Linked DNA regions of Mus musculus: region 2 is linked to region 1. The links are chromatin contacts, called in public promoter capture Hi-C maps. All regions are on one chromosome and are shown on one strand. The core of a region is the stretch at or near the end of the contact, and the rest is flanking DNA. Distances in the headings are between cores, read along the strand shown.

What was found. Promoter capture Hi-C pulls out the DNA fragments that hold promoters and counts their contacts.
Region 2: a contact with region 1 is called in a promoter capture Hi-C map of liver. The contact joins the enhancer-like site here to the promoter of Arhgef19 in region 1. A contact is called at or near these places in 5 of 39 promoter capture datasets (the C10 cell line, the HPC-7 cell line, embryonic stem cells and 2 more), 2 of 484 Hi-C or Micro-C datasets (bone marrow-derived macrophages and liver), 4 of 115 datasets of contacts at active chromatin or transcription factors (bone marrow-derived macrophages, embryonic stem cells and pancreatic cancer cells) and 3 of 9 other capture datasets (adipose tissue, liver and pancreatic islet).

The regions. Positions count from the first base shown.
Region 1 is chr4:141,237,377-141,241,770 of GRCm38.p6, forward strand. Arhgef19 (Rho guanine nucleotide exchange factor (GEF) 19) reads left to right here and starts at 2,229. Exons shown (of 18, transcript NM_001379647.1): 1 at 2,229-2,494; 2 at 3,256-3,368. It overlaps C630004L07Rik (RIKEN cDNA C630004L07 gene), which reads right to left. Exons shown (of 2, transcript NR_165245.1): 2 at 799-2,561.
Region 2 is chr4:141,345,489-141,349,882 of GRCm38.p6, forward strand. No RefSeq gene overlaps it. Among named protein-coding and RNA genes, the nearest start is that of Fam131c, 21 kb to the right of the region's middle. Within about 2 kb of position 1,978, at least 24 of the 459 cell types and tissues checked have an H3K27ac peak or open chromatin away from gene starts, as enhancers often do. A contact at or near this core is called in liver and pancreatic cancer cells, where this site is marked.

The DNA.
Region 1 (4,394 bases), core at 979-3,478:
CAGCAGCTGGGTAGAAATATGCCTCAAGGCCAGCAGCCTAAAGGGCACAGAGTATCCAGATTGGGCTAATCCAGATGGAGACCATGACCTGCCCTTTGGTTTTGGTGAATTCTTGACAGAGGAAACAGAGGTTCAGTGGGGGCAGAGGCTGAGATTGGAGGAGGGGCAATAGAATAGGGAAACAGTAGTAGGTGTGGTCACATACAGTTTTAATCCCAGCACTCAGGTGACAGAGGCAGGTGGATCTGTCAGTTAGAGGCCAACCCGGTCTACAGAGGGAGTTCCAGGCCAGCCAGGGCCACATAGTGAGAAAAGGAAAAGAAAAAAATGAAAGAAAAGAAGAGAAAAGAAAAGAAAAAAAAGCTGGGCATGGTGACACACGCCTTTAATCTCAGCACTTGGGAGGCAGAGGCAGGCAGATTTCTGAGTTCGAGGCCAGCCTGGTCTACAAAGTGAGTTCCAGGACAGCCAGGGCTATACAGAGAAACCCTGTCTCGAAAAACCAAAAAAAAAAAAAGGAAGGAAAGAAGAAGAAGAAGGAGAAAGAGGGAGGAGGAGGAGGAGGAGGAGGAGGAGGAGGAGGAGAAGGAGAAGAAGAAGAAGAAGAAGAAGAAGAAGAAGAAGAAGAAGAAGAAGAAGAAGAAGAGGAAGAAGAAGAAGAAGGAGAGAGTGGAAGAATAGGGAAATAGGGCTGAAGAGAGGGTTCAGAGATTAAGACCATGGGCTGCTCTTCCAGAGGACTCAGGTTGGATTCCCAGCATCCACATGGCTGTCAATACCTACTGCAAGCCCAGCTTATTTTGTTTTTCCTTAAAATATTGCTCATTTATTTAAGTGTTTTCAATTCTGTGTGTGTGCTTCTTAGTGAATAAGGCATCCCACATGACTGATAAGCACATGTCTACCACAGCCCTGGCTATTGTAAACAACATACTTTGATTATATTCTTTCCCCTCCCAGAACCTCTCCACTTCTCCCCCTCCCTACCCACCAAACTTGACGCTCTTTCAAAAGAAGCAAGCCAGGCAGCGGTACACGCTTTTAACCTCAGCATTTGGGAGGCAGAGCCAGAGTTCCAGGAAAGCTAGCACTACACAGAGCTGTCCTGTTTCAAAAAGAACAAGACCTTGGAGTCAGATTTGTGATGGCCAACTCTTTCTGAGCTCGAGGCTCTTGAGTGTGTTTGATACACCTGATGTCACTCCATTGAAGAAGGCTGATGTCCCCTTGCCTGCCAGTATCAGTTGCAAATAGCCTCTTGGTGAGGGGTGGGAGTTTATGTCCACTTTACCTTCCACACACTGGGATTTTTGTCTGGCTTGAGCTTGTGCGGGTCTTATGCATTTGACAGTCTCTGTGAGTTCATATGTGCATCTTCTTGTCGGGAGTCGGGAAACTTCAGTTTCCTCTGGATCCATTTGCCACTTCTGGCTCTTCCAGCCTCCCTGCCCACTCTCTGGAATAGATCCCTGAGCCTTGAGGGTATGAGAAACGTCTCCCATTTAGAGCTGAGTGCCCCTAAGTCTCTCAAAGAGCTGTGGGTCTCTGTTAATTTCCCATCTACTGTTAGAAGCGTCTCTGAGGAGGGCTGAGCGATGGGCTGATGTACGGGACAGCAAGCAGTGCGTCAGTAGGAGTCGGTTTATTGTTATGCTGATTAAGCAGAAACGTAGTAGGTTTTCTCCCTGGGGCCCCAAAAGGAGCCCGAGCAAATATCAAGTCAAGATTATTTTAGTATGAGCATAAATTTGTACCTGAATGGGGGATGACAGTTGTAGGATTGGTCCCTGTTGGCCACGCCCCTGGTACCGGTAAGAATATCACAGCCAGCCCAGTGGATTTGCCAGCCTCCCGCTGGTGTCTGTGCGCTTCACCTGGCTCTGATCCAGAACCCCTACACACACACACCCTGCAGGTGGAAGACCCACCAGGCACGGAGGAGGGTGGGGAGTGACTGTAGGAACACCGTGCTAAACCTGGGTGCGACCAGACCTGCCTGGGAGTGGACGGTGTGCTAAGTCCGGGAGGGGTGAAGCATGCCCGGGAGGTGCAGGGCCTGCCTGCGACGGCCGAGTGCGGTTGCCTGGGTAGGGCGGGGCCTGCCTTGGAGGGTTGCTGAGCCTAGAGGGCGGGGTCTGACAGGGGCCAGGAGGCGGGGGATGGGGGACGAGCCTGAGAGGGGAGGAGGTGCTGAGGGTGGAAGAGGAGGAGCGTTGAGCCTGGATGGAGCGAGGCTCTGACTACTGTAGAGGGACCTAGCTGGAACCGCAGGAAGCTGAGTCTGTCTAGTACACAGCTGTTCGGCGTCGTCTGGGTTGAAGCCGCAGGACCAACTTCTAAGGGAGGGGAGAGGCAGGAGAGCAGAGCTCGGAGTCCACATCCGAGAAGCTCTTGGGACCCCCAAGTCCAAGATATTTCACTACCGGCGAAGGAACTCGCCCTCAACTACTGGAAAAATGCTGGCCGCGCATCTGGCTTCGTCATCCCCTGGGAGGTAGGCTGAGCGTCTGTCTGGGATTTGCAAGCATCGTTGAGTTCAGGGTCTGACACTGGCCAACCTGCTGTAGAAGGAGATTTAGGACAAGGTCAATGTGACCATTCATTGTCAAGGAGCCAGAGAGGCGGCTCCGTAGTTAAGAGAGCTGGCAGCTCTTGTGAGGATCTGGGTTAGGTTCCCAACACCCACATTCACAACTCTCTCTATCTCCAGTTTGCCACGGGATCCGAAGCCCTCATCTGACATCTGTGGGTACCAAGCATGCATGTCGTGCATGCAAGCAAGCATTCATACAATGTAAAGGAAATCGTATTTAAATTTTTATTTTATTATTCTTTATGTGTATGAGTGTTTTGCCTGCGTGTTCACCACATATGTACCTAGTACCCACAGGGACCAAAAAAGGGCGTCAGATGCCCTAGATGGAGTTATAGACAGTTGTAAGGTACCATGTGGATGCTAGGAACCTAACCCGGGTCCTCTGCACGAGCGGTTCTCTTAACCATTGAACCATCTCTCCAAATCCAAATAAATATTTTTCAAAAAAAAAATTATTGCCAAGCTGCATCCTTGTTATCAAGCCCTCAGAAGGTGGAAACAAAAAGGTCACGGGTTCAAAGTCATCCTTGGCTATAAATCGAGCTCAAATCAAGCCTGGACTGCGTAGTAAGTTTGAGGCCAGCCTAAGCTACATAGGAGACTCTGCCTGGACAAAACTAAACAGAAAGATTAATCATTTTCTGGTCCCCTTTCCCCAGTTCCTTCTGATCTTCCTGCCTTTGGCAGCCTGGCTCCAGTGGAATGTGCCCGCTGTGGTACCTAACAAGTTCAAGGAGAGGTCCTGGCGGTCCATCAAGAGGCGCTGCTTTAGGTCAGTAAGACTTTGGACTCTGGCCCCACCCACATCTGGCTGATTACGCCTCCTAATTGCCCCCACGTCCTGGCTCCTCCCTTTCAAGCCCCGCCCGCTAGAGTGGAGCAAGGATTGGCCAGGCTCCTTTACAATAGTCTTGCCTTCGACACGCCCCCTTTTACCTTGAACTTTCACGGGGCCGAGAGAGCTTCCCTCCTCCAGGAGTGCCTGCTCCACCCGACCCGGTGCGAAAGAAACACAATTTCCTAAGCTTTTTTTCTAGGGCTCCCGCCTTGGCCCCAACCCAAGGTCCAAACCCTCTGGTTTCCAGCGAGGGGCCAGGGCAGTGCCTCTTGGGAGGAATAGTCAGTTGGCGTTTTCTTCTCCACATCCCCTCTTCCTGCTCTACATTGACACAACTCTATCGCTCCCACTCACTCTGGACAGTGTCGTCTCACGGTGTAATGGTCCTTAGGTGGAGTAGAGGACCCCGCTTTGAGCTTAAAGTCATCAACTAGAAGCTAAAGAACCCACTCTGAGGGAGGGTTCACTGGGGTCTGGGCATGAAGTTTAGCAGGCCTATGGTATAGGAAGATTAGGGAACGGGCTTAGCTTAGCAACCCTGGAGATTGAAGATCAGGTGGTAGAGTGCTCGCCTGCAAAGGAGAGGTTCTGAGTTCAAGCCCCAACACTGTGTAAACTGGTGCTCGCTGTGATCCCAGCACTCAAAAGGTAGAGGCAGAAAGCTCAATATCCCAAGCTCGTCCTCACCTACATACCAAATTTTTCAGGGGAAAGGATGTGGAAGGGAGGTCAGCCAGGTGTCTCCCAGCACACCAGTCAGTGAGTGGCTAAGGAGGTTGGCAAGTGATGGTGCCAGATGAGTCTGGGTTTCATACTGATTATGATTATTCTCTTTCTTTTTTTCTTTGTGTTGACTTATTCATTTTTATTTTTCTATATGTGTGAGTTTTGCCTGCATGTCTGTAAGTGTATGGACCACATACATGCCTAGCGTCCAGGAAAGCCAAGAGAAAGTGTCAG
Region 2 (4,394 bases), core at 728-3,227, 110 kb after region 1:
TAACAAAAGAATACCACAGATTGGGTGACTCAGATGACAGAAGCAGATTTCTCACACTTGGGACTGCGAGATGGCTCTTTGGGTAAATACGCTTAATGACAAGTCTAATGGGCTGAGTTTGATCGCAGGACTCACACAGAGGAAGGACAGAATTTCCCAAAGGTGTCATCCAGCTTCCACAAGTACACAATAAATAAACAAACATGTATTTTATAAATCTCCTCAGATTTGAAAAGCTATAAGTCCAAGCTGAGGTGGAATTGGAGCTAGCTTTGTGGGGGACCTCTCCCTGGTGTGCATTCAACTGCCTTCTTGCCCGATGTGCCAGTGGTGGTGGGGAGAGGGGCTCGTATACCTTCTTTTGATGTCACTGTAGTTTGGAGATATTTTTTTCCCCTTTGAGCTTTTCTTTTCTTTTTTTTTAAAGATTTATTTATTTATTTATTTATTTATTTATTCATTTATTATATGTAAGTACACTGTAGCTGTCTTCAGATGCACCAGAAGAGGGCATCAGATCTCATTACAGATGGTTGTGAGCCACCATGTGGTTGCTGGGATTTGAACTTCGGACCTTCAGAAGAGCAGTCGGGTGCTCTTACCCACTGAGCCATCTCACCAGACCCCCCTTTGAGCTTTTCAAAACAGGGTTTCTCTCTTAGCAGCTCTGGGTTTCCTGGACTCACTCTGTAGACCAGGCTGGCCTCAAATTCACAGAGATCTGCCTGCCTCTGCCTCCTGGGTGATGGGATTAACAACCTGTCCCACCAAACCCGGCTTGGAGTTAAATTTTCCTGTAGTTGAGAATGATGTTGGTGATCTTGTGTTTCCAGCCCTCCTGCCTCCACCTCCCAAGTGCTGGGAGTATGGGACGGAGCAGTGACACCCTGTTCTCACCTGCCTGTGTTATAGGGCAGTAATTGTAGCCCTGAGGGCCCCCGTTCTCCTTGTGTGTGAATGGTGAATGCCATGCGGGTGTGCAGTAGAGAAGGAACTTCGCGGTTGTGTGTGTGAATTATATCCAGTTGCTTCAGTACAATCTGTTGAAACCTACCCCCCAACACACACACACACACACACACACACACACACACACTCAAACACACACACACACTCAAACACACACAGACACATACACACTAACACACACACATACAAACACACACACAGACACACACTCAAACACACATACACAAACACACACACATTCAAATTCACACAGAGACACACACACACACACAACACACATACACAAATGCACACACAAACACACAGAGACACACACACACATAGACAATTTTCTTAAGGGCTTGCTAACCAGGGCTGGAGAGCTGGCTCGGAGGTTCAAAGCACTTGCTGCTCTTGCAGAGAGAGAACTCAAAGTTCAGGTCCCGGCACCCACGTAGGAGCTCCCAACCATCTGTAACTCCAAGCCCAGGGGACCTGATGCCCTCTTCTGGCCTCTGAGGACACCAGACACACGTGGTACACAGATATCGATGCAGGCAACGCATGAACAGTGTTTTAAAACCGTGAGTCTTGGGCCGACTGGAGAGCTGGCTCGGAGGTTTGGAGCTTGTGTTGTTCTTTCCGAGGACCTGGGTTCAGTTGCCAGCATCTACTTGGTGGTTCATAACCATCCATTAGCTTCAATTCTAGGGGGTCTCATACCTTCTTCTGGCCTCTGGGGGGACAGGGCATGCATGTGGTACACATATATACCTAGAGACAAAATTTTCACTTATGTAAAATAAAATAAGTAAATTAAAAACAAACAAACAAACAAACAAACAAACAAACAAACAAACTGGGATTTAGGTTTTCCTCAGCAGAGATGTGGGGCCCCGAGACAGTTCTGTTACTGGAAAGCCCCATTTGAAACGATTACCTCACACTAGTCTGTCCTTACCTTTGCCCAGCTTACACCTCAGCCCCCACGTGGCCTCTATGTAACCACTTCTGGCTCCTTAGTCTCTAAGCCCTACACGTGACTATGTCAAGGACAAGCCATTCCAACTGAAGGCCCCTGGGGAGCCCTCTGCTCTACAGTCTGCTGTCTCGCTCAGTGCCAGGCACTCACTTGGTGCCACGTGTAAACCAGGCTCCGCACGGGAATTCAGTGGTGAATGACACAGGCTGCCCCTGACCCCACACACATACCAGGAAGATAACAGACCGGAAGCTATAAGCCATCATGGTCAGGGTTGAGAAACCTAGCAACCAGGAGCCTAACAGGGAAAGCTTCCTGGAGGAAGCAAATTAAAGCTGAGGTTGCAAGAATGAGGAACAGGCATCAGGCAAAACAGGGCTGGAGGAGGGAGGAGGTGGTCCAGGCAAAGGGACCAGCATTTGTCAATGAATGGCGGAGAGAAGGTGGCTCGGGTTGGGGAAGGCACAGGAGAGGGTCTGTACTCTGTCAAGCTTTAGGAATCCCACTTTCTTCTTCTAGACCGGAGTGGGTGGAGGACCTGGGCTCCAAGGAAATCTAGCTCCCTTGATCTCTACACTGGGGCCTTCCTTTCTGGAAAGGTCACAGTCTTTGGCTCACACCTGGGTCCCGTAGCTAGACTCCTTCCTTCCCTCTGGCCCAGGGCACAGCGGAGGACACCACATCCCCCTGCAGGATTTAGAGCTGAAAGAACTTATAGAAAGGTTTCTTCCTCCACCTCCCCCGCCAGAGCGTCCTCATCCTGCAACAAAGACGACGAGCCCTGAGGCTCTGCCTGGCTTTCCTGTGGCACCTCCACTCCGTCCTGTTTGCCTTGGACATGGGCCCCGAGCTGGGAACAAGGAGGGACACGGAGGAAGGACATAGCCCTGAACCCTGATCTCTCAGCAAAGATCTCCGCCATACTGCTTCCCCAGTCAGGAGTCTGGTGAGTGAAGACCTATGAGACCCACCTGAACCTTCGTCTGCTCTTCAGTCCAGCCCAGAGTCATCTTGGGCTAACTTCTCAGGGGCATTGTCAAGAAGGGGAGGCCAGACTTCCACCTGTCTACTCCAGGACTCGAGAGGCAGAGCCAGATGGGGAGCCAGCTAGCAATCATTTATCTCACTTAACTGCATCCTGCCCATTGTGCGGATGGAAAAACTAAGGTGCAGATTGTAAGACAAAAGAGGCAGAGGCAAAACAGAGCCAGATCTCCAGACTCTGAACCTTCTGTTCGGTTCTTTCCTCAGCTTCTCAATGCTCGCAGACGTCTGCCATAGGAACCCGGGGGGTGGAGTGGGGGACTGGCAGGAGTGTCACATCTCATGTTTAGTCTTTGGTGGCCAGGGACTGGCAGGTGCTGTAGGAACGGCTCTCTTGTCTCAGATCCTGGAAATGGGCCTCCTGGCAGCCATGGAGATTAAGGTCCCTCCCAGGCCCCGTCATGCTTCACTGGAGGTTGACACTTCCCTGGCTCCCAGCTCCAAAAACATCAACGAAATGGGACCCAACAGAACAGGCCTTGTTTGGTCGTAAGGACCAGGTCCGCGCCTTGCAGGTTCCACTGTTGCTTGGAACTCAGGGAACGCACACCTGGAAAACTCGGGGCATCTGAGCCCCCTTTGACAGGACTTAGACGACCTTGGCTTGTGAGGGCGGGCTGCTTCGGGGGTGTGAGGAAGTGGGGCTTTGCTCTGGGTCATGTGTCATCACAGAGCAGAGGCAACTCTGACTGGGGATCTTAGAGATTTTTTTTTTTTTAATCTAAAAGGAAGAGCCACGAAGTGAAGCTGAAGGCACTGTCACCCGTCCAGCCAGGATCGGGGATGTTGGATTCTCCTGTGCTTTAGAGTGTGTTCTTTTATGAATTTGCGTTCAGACGTGACAGGGCAGAGTCCCGGTGCATTTCGGTCCTACCGTGGCTTTGCTGGACATGCCAATCTTCAGCATTGCTTCTGTGTCCGGGGCCAGCATCCCGGGAGGGACCTCAGAGGGACCCTCCTGCCGTTTTCCGTTCAGAAGCTGAGCCAGCAGCCTTGCACTGACTGCTAGCAAGGAGCAGGTCCCAGCCAGGTAGACAGGCTTGCTCTGTGGCTGCAAAGGAAGGTGGACCCGAGTCCAGATCCCAAGGTTCTCCCTCGGAGGAGGCTTGCACCCTAATATGCCTTGCATCTTTATTCTTTCATAAACGTCGAAGGGACACTCGTTTTATGCCAAGACCCAAGTACCTCAGGCCAGTGCCTTAATTCTCAGTGCTCAGTTTGTCTCTCTGGGAAATGGGTACAATGTTAGTGCCTGAGATAGATGAGGGCCTATTGCATTGCCCTGAATTGCTGTGGTTAAACACTGGGTGTCAAGTGTGGAGCCATGCTGATCTGTACCATCATAGACCTTATTACAGAGAGGCAAGGAGAGGGCGGCTCGGGAGAACATGTCTTGTTCCTCCTTGTCATGGCCTAGAGA